Linked DNA regions of Anas platyrhynchos: region 2 is linked to region 1. The links are chromatin contacts, called in public Hi-C maps. All regions are on one chromosome and are shown on one strand. The core of a region is the stretch at or near the end of the contact, and the rest is flanking DNA. Distances in the headings are between cores, read along the strand shown. Region 1 holds the start of CYBB (cytochrome b-245 beta chain). Region 2 overlaps SRPX (sushi repeat containing protein X-linked).

Region 1 (4,856 bases), core at 768-3,267:
ATGGCCCTTGAGAAACCTCCTGAAGCAGTGAGCCCACATTTCAGTGGCTGCAGTGTCTGAGGAGCTGCCAGGCAAGCCAGGGCTGCCAAAGCTCAGAGCATCCTGGCTGCCCACACTTGCTTGTAAAGGCCATGAGTAACTTGGCCTGAACAGGGGAAGAAAATGGAGTGCTAGCACTGCTATTTCTGTGTGGGGAGAACTGGCTAGTCTTGACAGCAAGAACAGACATCCCTGAGTCTTTCTGACTCCTTTCCTTCCCTGATCACCCCAGCTGTTCAGCTCCCAAAGGCTTGAGGTTGCTTCTGCAGAAAAAAAAAAAAAAAGAAAAAAAAAAAAGAAAAAAAAAAGAGAGAGAGAGAAAAATGAATGAAAAAATCAACAAATGAGGTTGTTTCTGCAGTGGATTTCTGTTCAAGACCCAGTTATGTCACCTTACAGAGGCCATATTCCAGGAGAAGTTTAATAAGGGTAGTATGCTGGAAGAAGAGACAGGAAGAAAACAGCAAGAGCATCGGGAATTATGCTGGGTGCCCTCATCTTCAGTTTTACATCCTGACCAAATATCACATCACTGCCAGAATCAGGCTCCAAGAAATTAATTTATACAAGCTTGATAAGATGCTTTCTATTTACTACAGTAGGCGCAGAATCAAGCCTCTGAAAATGGTCCTGTTCTCTATAGCTGTTAGTATTGTGCTAGGCCCCACCAGGCTCTCCCAAAATTTCTTTCTGGGAAGCCATGAAGTTCTGCAGGATGGGAGCAAGCAGAACCACATGGCATGGCTCTGGCAGAGGGAGATCACAAGCCAAACTCTTCCGTAGAAGGGAAGGGAAGGGAAGGGAAGGGAAGGGAAGGGAAGGGAAGGGAAGGGAAGGGAAGGGAAGGGAAGGGAAGGGAAGGGAAGGGAAGGGAAGGGAAGGGAAGGGAAGGGAAGGGAAGGGAAGGGAAGGGAAGGGAAGGGAAGGGAAGGGAAGGGAAGGGAAGGGAAGGGAAGGGAAGAACATAGCTTTTAATGTTTAAAAAGATCTTTGTAGAATGCATTACCATCATCCATACATGCATCTCACCTCCTTGGAAATCAGACTTCTGTCAGTCACTTTGGGAGGAGATCTGTATTTCTGTGGTGCAACAGGTGGAATTGGAGAAAAAAGTGAGCATGAGGCATGTGTAAAGGGATTTCTCCTCTCTAGGGACTGTACCTTGCCAAAAGATGTGCTTTCTCAATCCCAAAGCCTCCTCCAGTCTATCTTTTTGCCATCTTTATTGTAGGTATGGGAACTGTGGTACCAGAGGCAAAACATTCAGAATCATTAATTTCCCACAAACATATATATACATTTTTAAATGAATACACTTGGGATAAATGTCCATGGGCTTGCAAGTTCTAAAATACATTTGGATGATTTTCCATTTCTTCTCTCTAATCACAGAAGAAAAATATTTACCTTACTTTTTTTTTTTTCCTTTTCTTTTTTCTTTTTTTCTTTCTTATAGAGTGACAGGATTCTCAGGACTGGAACTGTGTGACAGTACCAAATATGAAAAACAGACTGTCAAGTGACACGTCCTCGCTTTTGACCCAAGCAAAGAGGAAGTGGCAAGGTTTGCATGTATGTCCCAGACAAGAGGAGTGTTAGATTACATTTGAAGGCTTCTGTGAACATTAAATTACTGAAAGATAAATAATTCTATTGATAATTTATCAAAGGGGATCTGCAGGAATGGCAATTCAGAGCTGAGGTGATAAAAAAGACAAGACTGGAGAGGAGATAACTGTTCTGTGCTTTGTGTATTATACTTCAGCATTAAAAGTTACATAAAGTAGCAATATTTTTATCAGCATAAAACCTCACCAGTTACGTTATTTATTTTATCCAAATTCTGTATCATGAGGAAAAGTGTATTTCAATGGTTTATATATGTATGAGTTATGAAAAGTTCTATGAAAAAGGGGTAGAAACGTGTTTGAAATTGAACTATGGATATGATTCAATGGTTAACTTATTTCCTAAATGAATGAGAAAGGAAACAGGTTGCTGCAAGCTTCTGCTCTCACTTCCTTATGAGAGAAGACAGAGACACTATCCCAGAAAGAGCAGGGCTGTTGTGCACTCTCGTCTCAGACAATCATGGGTAACTGGGTGGAGAATGAAGGACTGTCCATCTTTGTTGTTGTAAGTACAATTTTTATTGTGATTTGTATCCATTAGAAAGTTCTACAGAAGGTTTTAATAAGCAGATCTCACTGTGTCAGTGAATGATTTATCTGATTATTCTGAAACTAGGGCAGCAAGTGCAGTGACACACTTCAAGAACACGATGTTTTAGGAGCCCTGGCTGGTGTCTTGATTGCTATCAGCTTTATTGTCAATTTAGAAATGATCTTATGTTAACTGTCATTTTATTTGTTAGAAATAAATGTAAGTATTTATTTTATTTGAATGCAACAGTGACTTAAGGGGAAATAATAACATTACATATCACTGTAAACCATGTGCACTTCAAAAATAGAAAGCAATCACAACAACAAGCCTTTCTTGCACTTTTGTAAACAAAAGTAGATGTAACTGAAAGCACTGTGGATGTGTCTTGAGGATAGAGAATTTATATTAGAGTCAGATTCCAGAATTTAGAGTAGAGATTCATGAATGCTTTGTTAGGACAACTAGCATTTGAACTGAGTTTGTATATAGCTTGCATGGAGTAGCCGTGGAAGTAGGTTAAATTCATTCCAAGCAAGATTTAAAAGTACCAGAAATCTCATTCCCATTTAAAAGAGCCGAAGAGTAAGGCAAGGCAGTCCTCCTTGAAGAAAATGTAGGCACGATAAAGTATTTCAACATTCACTTTTTTCCACATAATTGTGATACAAGTGCTATGCATATATAACATTTAATATGTGTAGATATGATATGATATGATATGATATGATATGATATGATATGATATGATATGATATGATAATATTATTTTACATAATATATACAATAAAAATGTAATGCCATTTATGGGATTTCTGCCAAGGGGGGTTAGTATATGTAAATAGTGAAAGTAATGCAAAAAAGCCATAGACAATCTATATTTGTGGTGACTGAAATGTGAATGTCTTTGTTCAAAAAACGTATTGCTGCTGCCGTGCACATTTGATACTTACATACAACATTGTAGATGCTTATCTCTAGTTTAGGAATAAAGCATTAGCACTTTAGTACTTTGAAAAGGAGTAACTACGTTTGCTGTCACCCTCAGTGACTTGAGGAAGTTGAAACTACCAAGAGGTGAATTCGGGCATATTTTTTGCATCAGAACTGAAATATTAACAGAATTAAGTAAGAGGCCATTAGGTTGTTTAAGTAGGATTTTTTTATTTCCTTTTTTAGTCTCAGGGGTATACAAGGTTATCTAGTAGGGAAACAAACTAAAGGAGTCACCAATAAAGAAAGCAACTAAGTGAACACACAGTTCACTTTCCTTACCAAAGTATTCTGCATTATTCACTATGGCTTTATTATACACTGACTAGCTACAGGGATGTCCAGTGCTTGATAGGAACAGGACAGCCACAGTCTGTATTGATTTACCTCTATAAAACAGACACATAGCATCCTTAACTCCAGCATGCTCAATCTTCACTGGCCCTAGCTGAAAAGCATGGATGGCCCCTAACTCGACCACTCAGCACAAGTTGCCAGAGTGTCACCGTGTTTTTCAGAGGGTCCATGTTCTGTATGGGTCAGCACCAAGGAATGTGAGAATCCATCTAGGATCACACCAAACATCTTGGCCTCCTGGGCATGCTGTCAGGCTACATGGGACTGGCATGCTGTCACTTTAAATGTGTATTCAAGAGCATTTAATCCTGAGATTAGATTAATTCTATAATGAGGATTTGGGGATTTCCCATATCCTGCCTTATGCTGATGGAAATCCCTTCACTTTCCTGGACTTGTGCAGCATGGGAAGGACATTTTCAGGCAAACTGCCATTTGGAACTTTTCATGATGTTTGGAGATTTATCTAGACTCACAGACTTAGCTAGACACCTGTAATATGACAGTCCTTACATAACTGTAAGTCTTTTAGACTATGCAAAAGTTTCAGCTACCAATATCTGTGGTTTGGTTTATTGCCACTCCTGTGCTCCCATTTCCACCTGCAGCACACCTAACTCTGCAAATAGAAGCACAATGAACTAATTGAAGATTTTTTGAACTGTGTAAATTCAGCTATATGATCTGTAACAACAAACTGTAAAGTTTCCTCTTTGTTTCTCTTTCAGCTTGTGTGGCTGGGGTTAAATGTCTTCCTCTTTTGGTGGTTCTATCTTGCATATGACGTCCCACAAAAATTCTTCTACACCAGAGAACTCCTTGGTGTAAGTACAAAACATACATTATCTTGTCATAGACTGAGCATAGACATAGCATTTTTCCCTATTTTTTTTGTGACTGAAACAGGATCAAGTTGCTGGAGCAGCAGGTTCATGTAGGAGTTAAATTCACACATAAACAGATAACTTAATGCAGACAGACATCCAGTGCTTCTGAATAGAAAGCTGGTATGCAAAATAGAGATATCTCATTCTAAAGGTGTTTCCAGGTAACTATTATTCTCCTGATAATTAAACTAAGCGTGTTGTTGCCGCTTTATTTAGCAGAAGGTGAATAAAATATTGCCATTGGAACTATTGTGCAACCATTTTCCCTTTTTCATTGCCTGAATATTTTACATAGTTATCAGCTCTGAAAAGAAATCATAATTCATCAAGTGTGTGGATAGTATTCAAGCAGCCACGTGCTCCTGGACCATGGGCTATTCAATATAACCTAACTGGTTGATGCAACATTAGGTGTCT
Region 2 (4,653 bases), core at 1,204-3,703, 160 kb after region 1:
ACCTCCCACCAGCCCAGGCTGCCCAAAGCCCCATCCAGCCTGGCCTTGAGCACCTCCAGGGATGGGGCACCCACAGCTTCTCTGGGCAGCCTGTGCCAGTGCCTCACCACCCTCCAAGTACAGAATTTCCTCCTTGTACCTAGTCAAAACCTAACCTCTTTCAGTTTAAAGCCATTACCTCTTCTCCTATCGCTCCACTCCCTGACAAAGGGTCCCTCCCCGGCTTTCCTGTAGGCCCCCTTTAGCTCCTGGAAGGCCGCTGTAAGGTGTCCCCACAGCCTTCTCTTCTCCAGGCTGAACAGCCCCAGCTCCTTCAGCCTGTGGATGCATCTGCCAAGTCAGAGGAAAGCTTGAATTTTGCTGGGACTTCCCGAATAATGCTTCTGCCAAATTTGTGGGAGAAAGGGAAACCTAAATGCCTGTAAAACTAAATTTTTAATAATTAGTCATCCCTTTAAAGTAGTCACGATGTAGATACTGTCTTCTTGTGAGTACTTAACACCATACCGATGGGTGCAGTATCAGATAGATCTCTGCTTCACGGGAAAAGCTTCAAAATCTGTGTTGAGCTTTGACAACACTGTGCACTAAGAAAGCACTGCCTTTTTCTGCACTGGGCAGCTTTTCAGCTGGAGTTTCCTATACAAGCAGTGACTAAGCCTGCCCCTTCTCAGCTCCAAGACTTGAGAAGGACATGTCTACAGGGATGGAGGGACTGCAAGGCGAGAGAGAGAGACAACAGGGCCGAAGATCCTGTGTGACACTGTGTGACATGTGGGACATAGCTAACAAAACTTTCAAGGTCCTAGAGAAGTCTGCCAGAGAGATGGGAAAAGAGAAAAGAGAAAACAAACAAACAAAGCCCTAGGCAAAGAGTTTTAGCTTTCATCCTTACTAAGTCACAGGAGACATTTAAAAATAACTTCTGGAAAAAAAGCAACGCTTTGGCAGATTTTTACTTCTAACTCTTAATTCTTGTAGTAGTTATGTACATTTTTCTACACGATTGGGATCAGTTTCGCATACAAAAGCAAAAATCAGCACAGGCTGCTACAGTTTACATTCAGTGTAGAATGTCTCCAGGCCATATTTACTCCTTCCTCACAGACACTGGATTTACAGCCCACGTTTTGCTGTGTTGGTCGCGAAGAAGCAGTAAGAGCACCTGGGGACTAAAATGAGAGACTCATTATCAGGGTTTTGACTAGTCCAAGAGCTCTAGGCTATTTGGTTTCTGAAGAAGTCTTACTGCACTGTGTGCTTACTTTTGAATTTCACCAATACATCTGAAAACTCTCGACAAAGACACATACGTGGCATTATTTGCATCATCACCAAATGTGCCATAACTGAGGCAGGGGGAAATCAGCAGAGGAGCCCAACAGCAGGTTGGAGCAGAGTGCAGCTCAGCTTTTTGGCCCAGCCACACAACCATCCCATCTCTTTTTTTTCTTCTCCACCTATCCTGTTTCCTGAAAGTACTGAACGCCAAAAACATACTATTTACCTCACAATATTGAAAAATTAGTTTGGTGGAGGGTGGGTTTTTTGGTTTGTTTTAGCACTAATCCCTGCTCTTCACCCTATTCTGTACGCTATAGCTACCAAAACAAATAAATAAGTAAGAGAAAAAATAAAAAAGAAAATTTATCGACTGACTGAGGCCCTGGCACAGGCTGCCCAGAGAAGCTGTGGGTGCCCCATCCCTGGAGGTGCTCAAGGCCAGGCTGGATGGGGCTTTGGGCAGCCTGGGCTGGTGGGAGGTGTCCCTGCCCATGGCAGGGGGGTGGAACCAGGTGATCCTTAAGGTCCCTTCCAACCCAAACCGTTCTGTGACTCTGGCTACTCTCTTGGAGGGCTGTATTGCCATGGCTGTCTCACAATGCTTGCTGTGAACCAAATGAGAACTGGAAGAGCCCACAGGGAGCGTGAGTTAGCAGGAATTAACAGTCAATCAGCTACTGCTGAAGTCGTGAGCGATGGCAGTGGGCACAGCCTCAAGCCTCAGCTCAGACCCGAGGGCAGGCCACGCGCATTGGATTCACAGTCAGCCTCTGCCTCCTCCATCTCCTGCAGAAACCTTCCTCCTCCTCCTGAGCTAACAACACCCTTTGTATAATCACCCCTTCAGTGGGCTGACTAACCCTCCCCCCCAAATTTCAGTCCTTTCTGTCCCCCTTACTTTTCTCTTGCCCCAAACGTCAGTAAGAAGAAGGGCCTAAGCCTGAAGTCAGGAGGGGAACGCCGCTGACTGAAGGGGCTCAACCAGGGGAATGCAGAGTGTGCCAGGCTGGGCTAGCTAGGCATTTTTTTTGCTAATCAGCTCTAATTCCTTATGCCTAAGGTTTTCTGCATACACAAACTGCAAACAAGCATGACCAATTTCCTTCATGAAGGGCGCTGTGCAATACGATCGGCAGGCCCGTCGGTAAGGCAAAGCAGCTGCTCCAGGTACTGCAAACATGCCAGAGCTTTCCTCAGAATTTTTGTGGCTTTCCAAACATGCTTGCCTTGAGTAAGCAACTACACGTATTTAAAAAAATGGCTAACAGCTAAAAAATGCACAAACTGAATGCTGAAGAAGAAAAAAAAGAACAACTTGCTGTGGTGTCGTGGCAGCTATGGTGGTCTACAGAGAGAAAGAGGGCAAGGCTCCTAGGGAGGGGCAGAACTTCTTCTACTGGAGCAAATGATACTGTTAGAAATGAAAAACAAAAACAGGCATTCTTTTGGATGCAGATAACTGTAAGAGCTTAGGAGGAACATCTGTTTGATCTAAATCATTATTATGCTTACTCTGAAACTGAAAGCGATTAGGAGAAAATGGGTGAGGCAGGGTTCAGAAGGGGGCAAGGATCTGGGTTTGGACCAACTGATATCACCGAATAAAAACCAGCTAACTTGAAAAGCTTTATGTGCCTGAAAGCACATCAAACAACACTACAAAGTTTCAGATCAAAGCCTGTTTATTTTTAAGTGAAGGAGCATACTGTTTTTCAAAGGCTAAGCAGCTACATGTAGTATTTCTGGAATATTAGGGCTGGATAAGGCCTGGAGAGGTCACACATCAATTCCCTGCCTCGAGACAAGATCAACCCTGTTCATGGAGGTTTTGGCAGTAAGAGAGGCTCCAAGTTTCCTAGACATTTCTTCTGGGGCTTCATGGGGTTCTGTTCAAGCAAATGAAATTTGAGTTTTTAGGTACAAGTCCTTTACAGTGTTCTTCTGTTTAATGGACAGTTCTCACCGTTCCTTAGCGATACTATAGGCTGCATTATCATTTAGTAGTAAAACTCTTCAAAGACTCAGCTGTATCTGAAATCACTGGAAAAAAGACAGCAAGCAGAAATGGCCGAAGCCACTATGTTGCCTCTACAGCTGGGCTACAGTTTGCTCATTATAGTATTTGAGAAAACATGTTAGGAGAACCAGGACCATCAGAGCGGTTGGCATTAGAGCAGTGATGAACACAGGAACTGCTGTGTTCGGGAAGCTTTTCCTCATAAAACGCGATCCAAGACAGCCATGCCAAGTGGCAAGAAGGAAAGCAGTTTTGAGAGCATCGTTTTCCCCAGCCCCTCAGCTCTGTTTAAACACCAGTCTCAGTTTTCCTTCATAATCAGCATGCAAAATGACCTGTTGTACTGGCGGGCACACCAGCCAGCAGAGCAGCAGGTTCACCAGGGAGGGAGGGAAAAGCTCTGTAAAAATGCTGCAGATACAGAAAGTCTCAGCAATGTTTCTCTGGAAAGCTGAGCAAGCTGAAAAACATCCAGAGGGAGACAAAAGGGTTTGGTAGGAGGTCAGTTCCCTCCCATAAACTGCCATTTTCTTTTTTGTTTGCATGTGTCTAGTATGGACAAATCCACGTGCTTGCTTGTGCACTGTTTAGTGTGCATGTGTGCAAAGAAAAAAGCACAGCACTGCTCACGTACGTTAACACAAGTTAAGCAACCTCATTTAGTTACTTGCTACTGGGGAGTTTTGTTGACCAAGGAATAGGCCATAACCAAAATGCTGGGCTGCACATTCAAGGAGCTGCTCTGAACACTGCTACTTAGGCCATTTTTCCTCGCTTTGTCCTTCTCTACTCCCCTTCCCCCCATTACCAACTGAAATAAATATGCTAATGAAGAGCGAGCCTTTTCTGCTCCATGCTTTATACTCTTAGATTCACATTGTCTGATCTTCAACATTTGGCAGTAGAGCTTCCAAGCTCGGGGTAGTTTTTAATATCTGTGTGAATGAGTCATTATGTTTCACTTACCCCAGTGACATTTTGGCTGACATTAATATAATCCATTTTGGATCACCGTACAAAAGGAATTTATACAGAATCCGCATTTTAACTACTTGCCTGCCCTGGCATGAATTGGCACTGATTTATCCTCGTGATCTCTGGGATTCTTTTTCTAAGGGTCCACAGAGGGTTACGCGTTAAAAGGCAAAGAAAAATGAGTTTACACAAACAAAGCTTTAGAGAAATATGCATCTGTTTTAAAGCAAAATTTTACACTGAAGTATTTTACTGGGAGGAATGTAAGAACTTTCTGAAAACAGCACTATAACCACAGTATGATTGTTGCTCATAAATGTCTGAATTACTTTATGACTTACCTCATCTTTAAGGCCCATTAATTCTCTGTGAAGTAG

What was found. A called contact is a pair of places that touch in the nucleus more often than the background predicts.
Region 2: a Hi-C map of liver shows a contact between it and region 1, with 2.2 times the contacts expected there. The contact joins the enhancer-like site here to the promoter of CYBB in region 1. A contact is called at or near these places in 2 of 8 Hi-C or Micro-C datasets (liver and subcutaneous adipose tissue).

The regions. Positions count from the first base shown.
Region 1 is chr1:121,862,010-121,866,865 of IASCAAS_PekinDuck_T2T, forward strand. It overlaps CYBB (cytochrome b-245 beta chain), which reads left to right and starts at 2,018. Exons shown (of 13, transcript XM_013094535.5): 1 at 2,018-2,175; 2 at 4,281-4,376. The coding sequence starts at 2,131.
Region 2 is chr1:122,023,173-122,027,825 of IASCAAS_PekinDuck_T2T, forward strand. The region is part of intron 1 of SRPX (sushi repeat containing protein X-linked); the gene reads right to left. Among named protein-coding and RNA genes, the nearest start is that of SRPX, 26 kb to the right of the region's middle. Within about 2 kb of position 2,454, at least 2 of the 8 cell types and tissues checked have an H3K27ac peak or open chromatin away from gene starts, as enhancers often do.